Regions from separate parts of the Sus scrofa genome. Here region 1 is linked to region 2. A link is a contact called in public HiChIP or PLAC-seq data. All regions are on one chromosome and are shown on one strand. Each heading gives the region's core, a stretch centred on a gene start, on an enhancer-like site or on the middle of the called end of the contact. The rest is flanking DNA. Distances are from core to core; before and after follow the strand shown. Region 1 overlaps TGFBR3 (transforming growth factor, beta receptor III). Region 2 has its middle 21 kb from the start of BRDT.

What was found. HiChIP or PLAC-seq counts read pairs in DNA pulled down with a chosen protein or histone mark.
Region 1: an H3K27ac HiChIP or PLAC-seq map of skeletal muscle shows a contact between it and region 2, with 2.4 times the contacts expected there. The contact joins two enhancer-like sites. A contact is called at or near these places in 2 of 47 Hi-C or Micro-C datasets (epiblast stem cells and subcutaneous adipose tissue) and 1 of 2 datasets of contacts at active chromatin or transcription factors (skeletal muscle).

Annotation. Positions count from the first base shown.
Region 1 is chr4:125,162,357-125,166,485 of Sscrofa11.1, reverse strand. All of the region lies in intron 1 of TGFBR3 (transforming growth factor, beta receptor III), which reads right to left. Among named protein-coding and RNA genes, the nearest start is that of TGFBR3, 27 kb to the right of the region's middle. Within about 2 kb of position 2,310, at least 26 of the 83 cell types and tissues checked have an H3K27ac peak or open chromatin away from gene starts, as enhancers often do. A contact at or near this core is called in skeletal muscle, where this site is marked.
Region 2 is chr4:125,080,840-125,085,302 of Sscrofa11.1, reverse strand. No RefSeq gene overlaps it. Among named protein-coding and RNA genes, the nearest start is that of BRDT, 21 kb to the right of the region's middle. Within about 2 kb of position 1,327, at least 24 of the 83 cell types and tissues checked have an H3K27ac peak or open chromatin away from gene starts, as enhancers often do. A contact at or near this core is called in skeletal muscle, where this site is marked.

The DNA of each region.
Region 1 (4,129 bases), core at 1,061-3,560, 80 kb before region 2:
GCAGTGGTTAACGAATCCGACTAGGAACCATGAGGTTGCGGGTTCGGTCCCTGCCCTTGCTCAGTGAGTTAACGATCCGGCATTGCCGTGAGCTGTGGTGTAGGTTGCAGACGCGGCTCGGATCCTGCGTTGCTGTGGCTCTGGCGTAGGCCGGTGGCTACAGCTCCGATTCAACCCCTAGCCTGGGAACCTCCATATGCCGCGGGAGCGGCCCAAGAAATAGCAACAACAACAACAACAACAAAAGACAAAAAAAAAAAAAAAAAGCTGAGCAGAGCTGGGTCCGCAGCAAAGGCTGCTGTTACCGCTCCCTGAATGAATAAATCTATTCAGTGCCGCTGACCCGCATCCAGACTGCAAGTGAGTTATGGCCCGTGCAGCCCTGACGTCCAGCTAACTCATTATTAACCTCGCTGGCTAACGGACAGTAGATATTAGAGAAACCTGCTCAGCTTCAGAGTGTCCAGGACACTTGTGGTTGATGGTTCTGTCCAGTCCAGGGTCCTGGCTTTTCAGCTCACCCTGAGGTCTGCTTTTCAAAGCCTGACACAGCCCCTGACAGCACCGGGCAGCCGCTAACAAGCCCCTCCCTGGCTGTCTCTTCCCCAAGGAGCCCGAATGTCACGACAATTGCAGGACAAGCGTTTCCTTCTTCCCCTGATGACAATTACTCAGAGCGCAACACGCGAGTCACCTGCACCAGTACTCACACCCCCAAAGAAATCTCAAACATAAGCCATCGACTCGTCTATTTCAGCTTCGTTGACCAGCCAAGGGACAAGAGTTTGCCAAACTCACAGGTCACCCAGTATCCCAGCCAAAAGAGAAGAGAAACATCAAACCCACAGCCCAGGGTACAAATGCTCAGCCCTGACATGAATGAAAACCAACAGGACACTCGTGGTTATACTTTAACTTCTATCCTCAGTTAAAGGACAGCTCCGCCTGACTTGGTTTGGTGGGTCAACAGGAGCCAGGATGAGGAATAATTACCCACAAACAGTGGCAGCCACTCGGTAACTGCAGAGACCTGAGAGGAGGAGCTACGGGCTTAGCTTCACTCCCTTCCCCCCAGTCAAGGGTCCCTCTGGAAGGCCCCCTTCATGAGGGGACAGCAGCTGTTCAAACCCCAGGACACACAGCTGAAGGCAAGGTAAGGGCTGCTGGAGGAGAGAGGGACTCCAAGTCTTTCAGGAAGAAGCCGGATTCAAGCCCACCTCCCTTTCACCGCGGGCACCACCCGTAGCACCCTCACCCCGGGTCCCCACCCCCCTCGCTCCCCAACTTGCTGACATCTGATCAGACCAAGAAGAGCAGGTGGGGGACCTCGAGGCCTCACTAATGTAGCCAACAGATGTTTCGAAATGTAAAGCGAAAGCCGACTTGCACGGACCAGACGAGTCCCCCTCTGACCGGAAGGCTCGTTCCTGAGCATCTCTGTTCTGTCGGCACTGATTCATCAGCACCCACCTCTCCACCTCCCGGCCCCTCGCCCCGCCACCCAACGCCTCGGCCAGAGCCGGGCAGACTGTCACAGTGACGAGCACGGTGTAGAAAAGGGAGCTTGGGAATGGCATCAGGGGACCCGTGCTCTAGCTCTGGCGCTGCCAAACCAGCCACGTGACCGGCAGCCTTGGCGAACCCAGCTGTAAGATAAGGGAGTGCAGTGAGGTTTGTTGCTACGGCCCCTTCCAGCTCCACAGCCATCCGTCCTTCAGTGAACTAACAGTGACCCATACGCTGGAAAGGTCCAGCCATAGACTCCTAATACCTAAGGATGCTAGAGGCACCCAGAACCTAGCAGTCCCCCCAGAGGAAGCCCGGTTTCAAAGGGTTCTCAAAGACATCCCTGATTCTTCACTGCATGGAGTTCTAACGACCCAGGGTGCTGTGGACACCGAGGAGCACCACTGAGAAAGCAAGGACTCGAAGAGGACAAACTGCAGCCCCTGTCGCCCCAGACAAGGTTCCTTCCAAAAGCGCAGACCCCAAAACAGCTGTACATTTGCGTAAAGGCAGGAGCTAAAATAAGATGTTCAAGAAGTCAGATCCTTGGTACCAAACCCTGCGTCTTTCTAAACCCACAGCCCAAGGCCAGGCCCTGTGCAACGCAAGGGTGAGCTCAGCAAGCCATCCGGCCCCGTACCAGGCTCTCTGCCCCAGTCACCCTCTGGCATAACCAAAATGAGCTCCCCCGGGCTCGGTTCTGCTTGGTAAGGAAGGATAATCAGGCCATTAAACTGTGGTGCCTGTCTCCCCAGGGCAGAACACATCCCTGGCTACTTTTGTTTGGTTTCATCTTTGTTTGGGTTTGGCCCTGGCAATCTGGCAAGCAGCGCAGTTCCAGGGGGAGCTCTGTCCATGGTGTGGACGCCCCGGGCCTGAGGTCCTTGTTCATTTTCATAAACAGAGCCCAGTTGCCACAGTGACCGGTGCTAAGAGCAGCTGCTAAATAGCAGAGGTCACCCAGAACTTTCCTTGGGTTCTACAGTCTGGGTCTATCTGTTCCTAGGCCTCCTGAACAGTGGGTCAACAGGAGCTGCAGCCACGCCAGCCAGGACTTCAGATAGGAGTCCGCCTGGAGAGGGAACTGCCCAGCAGGCTGCTAAATAACACAGGTGACTTTGGGTGGGGCCCAGACCCACCTGACAGATCTCAGCCCCTGGGGCGGAGGGGAGGAAGAGTAAAGGGCAGAAAGAGTGACGACTTCTTCCCAGCAGCTTCCAGGGTCCCTGGGGCTGTGCAAGAGGGCAGGGCCCCAGCTCAGGGCAAAGAGGAGGGTCTTGGGGAAGTGAATGTGCAGTTGAGAAGGGATGTTTCAGAATCCCGTGGACCAATCAGAGGCTTTCTCCCTTCCCCAAGAGGCGGGGGGCAGGGGTGGGGGGGGACACCATCCTCCCCACCCCCACAGCAGGACACACATCCTACCTCCCACCAGGCACACACACAGCTCAAACAAGATTCTGGCCTGGAGTCCCAGAGGTCCTTCCAAGTTAGAAGCAACACTCTGCACTTCCAGCTTCCCAAGGCAATCTTATCCAAAGGCCACAAGATCTGCTGGACCAGTGATGCAAGCAGAGCAGGTGGGAGGCACACCCATGTGCCCCCGCCCACCTCCCCCAGGGGTGGGTCCCTTTGCTCTACCCTCAAGGTCGGTGACTTCTGATAAAAGCAGCTCTAAAACAGAATGTATTCACTAAGGAGGGCCTTCTTGGTTCTGACAAAACCGAGCCACCCTGGCTGGGGCCCAAGAAGCCATAGCACAGAACTGGATGGGAGCCTCACTTAATGTTTCTCAGATCCTTCGCAGGTTAACAACCGGGAAGTAATAGCAGCCTCTGGTCGCAGTGCCAGTTCCAGAGGCAAGTGATCATTTAAAACTCAAACAAACGAAGGCTTACCTTTCCCAGACACAGATGCTTCTGTCTCTGTCCACGATGAGCCAATCAGACCAATTCAAGGGGAGGAAAATGGGATGAAAGGTCCCTAATTCCGTCCACGTAATGCAAAGATACACCTGAAAACTTGGATCAAACCCGCTTTGCAAACAGGACCCAAATGTTTTATACGTAAGATGCTTCTGTGTTCTTCCCACCCCTGTGGTTTATTGCAGGCCAGAGGAAACGTAAACAGATACGAAGTTTGTCCTTAGGCAACTCGTTCAACAATGTAGACTTCAAAGACTCCGCATTAACCGCTGTTTACACGAAGCAATGTGCTTCCTTTGCCTCCTATTCAATAGAATGGCCAATAGGCTTTAAGGAAAAAAGGAGGTTCAAAATCCACTCCCTTCTCTGCACAGATGACATGATGCTTAAGATACAACGTCTATGGAATTTGATTAATGTAGACAACTATTTTTTAAACGTTTCCCTTTAAAATTGTCATTTTTCTCCTCGTATTATCTACTTTTTCCATTTTTCCTGTAAACACTGGGATGCTAAGAATGGAAAAGAGTAGGTTTTATCCCCTTGCGGAGAAATTCCACGATATTAAAATTGCACATCAAGGAAATAATTCAGAAAATACAAAGTTATTTCATTTTCTAACTCGTCCATACTTAATGTTCTTTGCCTCAAAGCATTCCTAGTTCCGGACAGAGGGGCACCTAGACATTAACGCCAAGTCC
Region 2 (4,463 bases), core at 78-2,577:
TCTTTCAGGAAGGCCAAACACAGTCTCAAGTAACCAGTGCGCATGGCTTAGGCCTGAGTGTGGGGGCTGGGGATGCTCTAGAAACCCTTCTCTGGGCTCAGAGACATCTAGCCTGCCAGTGGCTGTCACCAAAGCAACTCCATCCCTCCTGGGGCTGGCAAGAATTCCTCTCCTGTTTGGGGGTGGGAACTGACGTTCACAAGCGAAAATGAGAGGGACCATTAGTCCCCCTTCTGTGCTCTGGGAATCAGCATCCTGCAGGGCCGACACTCAGACTCAATGTCATTACCAACCACGTGTGAAACCGTGAGGAGCCGCATAGGAGAGACCCATCCCCACAGCCCTTAGACCTCACCTGGCGACTCTGCTCTTGGTGGCAACACATGTTCACTCATTTCGTCTATTCAGCCAACATACAATGGGACCCCGTCACAGGCCAAGGGTGGCTGGGTGCTAAGGACACCACCTGAACAGGATGATATAAGCTGAGTAGCGAGGGAAATTAATCAAATAATCCCACTAACTGTGTGTGTGTGTGTGTATATACACGCAAACATATAATATAAAAATCACTACATATACCATCACAACTCTCAGAAGGACTAGGCAGAAAACGTACACAGCGCTGTAACACTGAAAATAGGGGAGAAGGATGGGGGCGCAGGGGCGACGTCAGGACAGCGTCCCTAAGGAAGTGTGTGATTCTTGTACGGGGCGGGGGGTGAAGAAGGGGTAGGGGAAGAGAAGGGTGGGGGTGGAGGCAGGAAGAACATTCCAGACCCAGGGAGCAGCAAGGAGAGGGCTATGGCGCTGGAAAAACGGACTGAGGGTCGGTACCGCCGGATCCCAGCGAGCAAAGCGGGTAGGGAGGGACGAGGGCTCGAGGCCGGAAGCACAGGCCCTAGTTGCCTCCAGCTTTACAGTTTTTCACCCCAGGAGCCGAGGGGAGACACGGAAGGGGTGAGCCCGGCCGCAGGGCCGGCAGGGGGCTCCCGGCAGGTGGAGGGGCTGCGGGGCGTCTGGCCGGGTGTGAGCATCTGCGCCCCACTTGCCAGGTCCCGGCGGGGCCGGGGCGGCGCGGGTGCGGGCGGGGGCGCGGGGACGGGAGCCGCCCGCGCCGGGTGAGCGGACCCCTCGCCTTGGCGAGCAGACCCTTCCGACGAGCCCTTCTCCGAACCCTGCGAAGCCCATGCAAGACGTTTCCTCTCGCGGTTGTGCAATTGGGCAAAGCCGTCTGCCGCGTGCCACTCGTGCTTCTCTGACGCTCCCTCTCACTCCGGGGAAGGGCAGCTCAGATGCCACGCGTGGCCCTCGGCGGGCGGGAAGGGAAGGAGGTTTCCAGGCCCTCGCGCCTCCTCCCTCCTCCACCGCCTGCCTGGCCTGAAGGGAGGAAGCGCTTTGTGCCGCTCCAACCGCAGGGGGGCAGACCCGCCCTGGCCTGGGGTCCCGAGGGCTCTGCCCGTTTGGGCTCAGCTGCCCAGCTGCTCCTCCCAGCTTCACGCTCTGCGTCGCCCACTCCTGCCACCACCACGCGTCCTCACCTGCTCTGGGGACAGCATCTGATAAACGCTTACTGAGAGGTAAAGAGAACGTGGTGAATGCCTTCTCCCCATGAACATTTATGTTTTAAAACCCCCAAATCAGGAAAGGCAGCCAACAGAGAAAGTATTTGGGAGGCAAACTGGCAGTGTTTGACCCTGAAATGGCACAACCTCCCCAGTCAGTCATGCTTGTCCTATAATTTGCCTCTCTTCCAACACATGGGCAGCAGAGCTGAGAAAAAGAAAAAAACATCAAGGAAAGGACTGAGCAGTTTCCCAGGTGGACCAAACCATTGTGTGCACCGGCTCCCGAATCTCCCTGGGTTCTACCCGAAGAGAGGACATGAAGACGCAGGTTCGATCCCTGGCCTCGCTCGGTGGCTTAAGGATCTGGTGTTGCCCTGAGCTGTGGTGTAGGCTGCAGATGCGACTCGGATCCCGCCTTGCTGTGGCTGTGGTGTAGACCGGCAGGTGCAGCTCCGATTAGACCCCTAGCCTGGGAGCTTCCATATGCTGTAGGTACTGCCCTAAAAAGCAAAAAAAAAAAAAAAAAAAAAAAAAAAAAAAAGCGAAGAGCAAACCTTGCCTGGTGGCCCAGGTCCCTCTCCTCTGGTTCCCACCTACCAGCCTTCCTGCCTCACTCGTACGTTCTCCTTAACGGGGAGCTTTGCTGCCTGTAAATCCTGTGTTCTTATTTTCCTCTGCTCTTTGATTTCTGCCAGTGTCTTCTTCTCTAGTATCTATTTCCTCCTTTTGTTTCCCACCTCTCAGCTGTTTTTCCACACCCAGCTCAAATCGCTCCTCCTCCAGGAAGCCCTCCAAGACCACTTCCACCTCTGTTATCCTCTCTCCCTACTCTGCTTCTCCCAGCTGCTCCCCAATTCACCCCCACTCACCCTTCCAACAGGACTGAAAAGTAAAAGAAAAACCCTCTGTTTCACACCTCTTCGAAATGACATTGCAGGAATTGAGACAATGAAATTGCCTGGAAACCAGCCACTGGCTAGTTTCTAGTCTTGGTTCCACCCATAACCAGCCCTGTGAGCTCACACACTTCAACCTCGACTCTTTTTTTTTTTTTTTTTTTGTCTTTTTTGGCCTTTTCTAGGGCCGCTCCCATGGCATATGGAGATTCCCAGACTAGGGGTGTAATCGGGGCTGTAGCCACCAGCCTACACCACAGCCACAGCAACGTGGGATCCGAGCCATGTCTGCGACCTACACCACAGCTCACGGCAACGCCGGATCCTTAACCCACTGAGCAAGGCCAGGGATCGAACCTGCAACCTCATTGTTCCTAGTCAGATTTGTTAACCACCGCACCACGACGGGAACTCCTCAACCTCAACTCTTGAGTTCGTTTTCTTCATTGACAAAACAAAAGGGTTAGACCATTACTAGTAAAGCCTTCTCTAACTCTGCAATATCAAGATTTTAATAACTAATTTTAACAAACCTATTTCAGAACTAAATGTAGAGAGTCGGTCAGTTATTATATAAGGAACTTAGACACATGTTGGACACTTGGTCTTCAACAAATGAGTTGCTGATTACTTCGTATTTTTCACCCTGGCAAGAAAACTGAGGCTCAGCAATTTGAATAAAGTAACCCAAGGTCAACAGCTAGCAGTGACAAAGCCCAGGAGCTCCAGCTTAAAAAAATAGAAAAGTAAAAACAGCAAAAACAAAACAAACGAAAACATGTGCTCTCCCTCCACCTCTCTGATCAAAACCAATCACTCTGTACGTAAGCAGTGCGGTTTATTTTCTGTAATTGCTCTCTCACTTCATCTTCATACCAACTCAGTGAGTCAGGTATTATTACACTCGGTCTACACACGAGGAAAGACCAGTTCAGAGGGCAGGATCACTCGCTGATGAGCACACAACCCTAGGCAGCTAAACGAGGACCCCACCCCAGAATTCCGCCTCAAAGCCTACCTTATTTCTAATACTTGGCACGATGGCAAGATGCAGTGAATAAAGTGAACTCTGGTCTACCGCATTTCTGTGCTAAAGGTACGCCAAGTGGTTGCTTTTGACAAACCTAGAAAACCCAAGAGCAATAGTGAATGCATTTACTTCTCCCTCGGGTGATTCTTCTACGATTCCACCTGAGGGTTCTTCCAGCGCCCACCGGGTTCAGAGCACCTGCAGTTGCCGCTGCCACTGAGAGGGATGGCACAGCCCAGCTCCACAAAGAAAGCTCCCCCCAAGGCACTCAACCATTTAGGAGACAGACACTTCCAAGAGTCAGGCCCTGGGCGCCCTGCTACCCACGGAGACTTCTGCTTCATACCAGATGTTATTTTTTTCCCCTACACATACGCTGAAGTCTGGGGGGATCCAAAAAGAGATGCATTTCCGCATCGATGCCAAGTCAAAAGGGAAAGCTGGGAAGATTTTTATGGTCCATTTACTTTTTAAAAGCTAAAAAACATTCGTATTTTCAGGATCTTGCATATGACAAGTTTAGACCCAAGAGCAAATTTCCAGGAAGGCCACTTTCCCCTCTTCGAGTGGAACTGTGAAAAGAGCCCAGGACTAGGAGGCCCAGGGTATGGCTTCTCGTCCTCGCTCTGCTGTTTCCTCCCTCGGCCAAATCCCTTAAACGCTGAGCTGTTTTCCTCTTTAAAAAAGAGAACAGATTAAAAATAAACAGAAAAAAACACCGTCTGACCTATTTCACAGGGGCTTTGTGACAGAGTTTTTGGGAAAGTGTTTTGTCTACTAGAAAGCACTCCTCAAGCGTAGGGGCTCCCTATCAGTGCAGCCCCAAGGGGAACCTGAGACAGGCGTCCATGTGCCAAGTATGTGTGTGCACTCTGCCACCTAGTGGCCGCACAAAGAAATCTTTTTAAACTATGATAATATTAAGATGTATTTAATGAAATGAACCTTGTTAATATCTTTGGCCACATG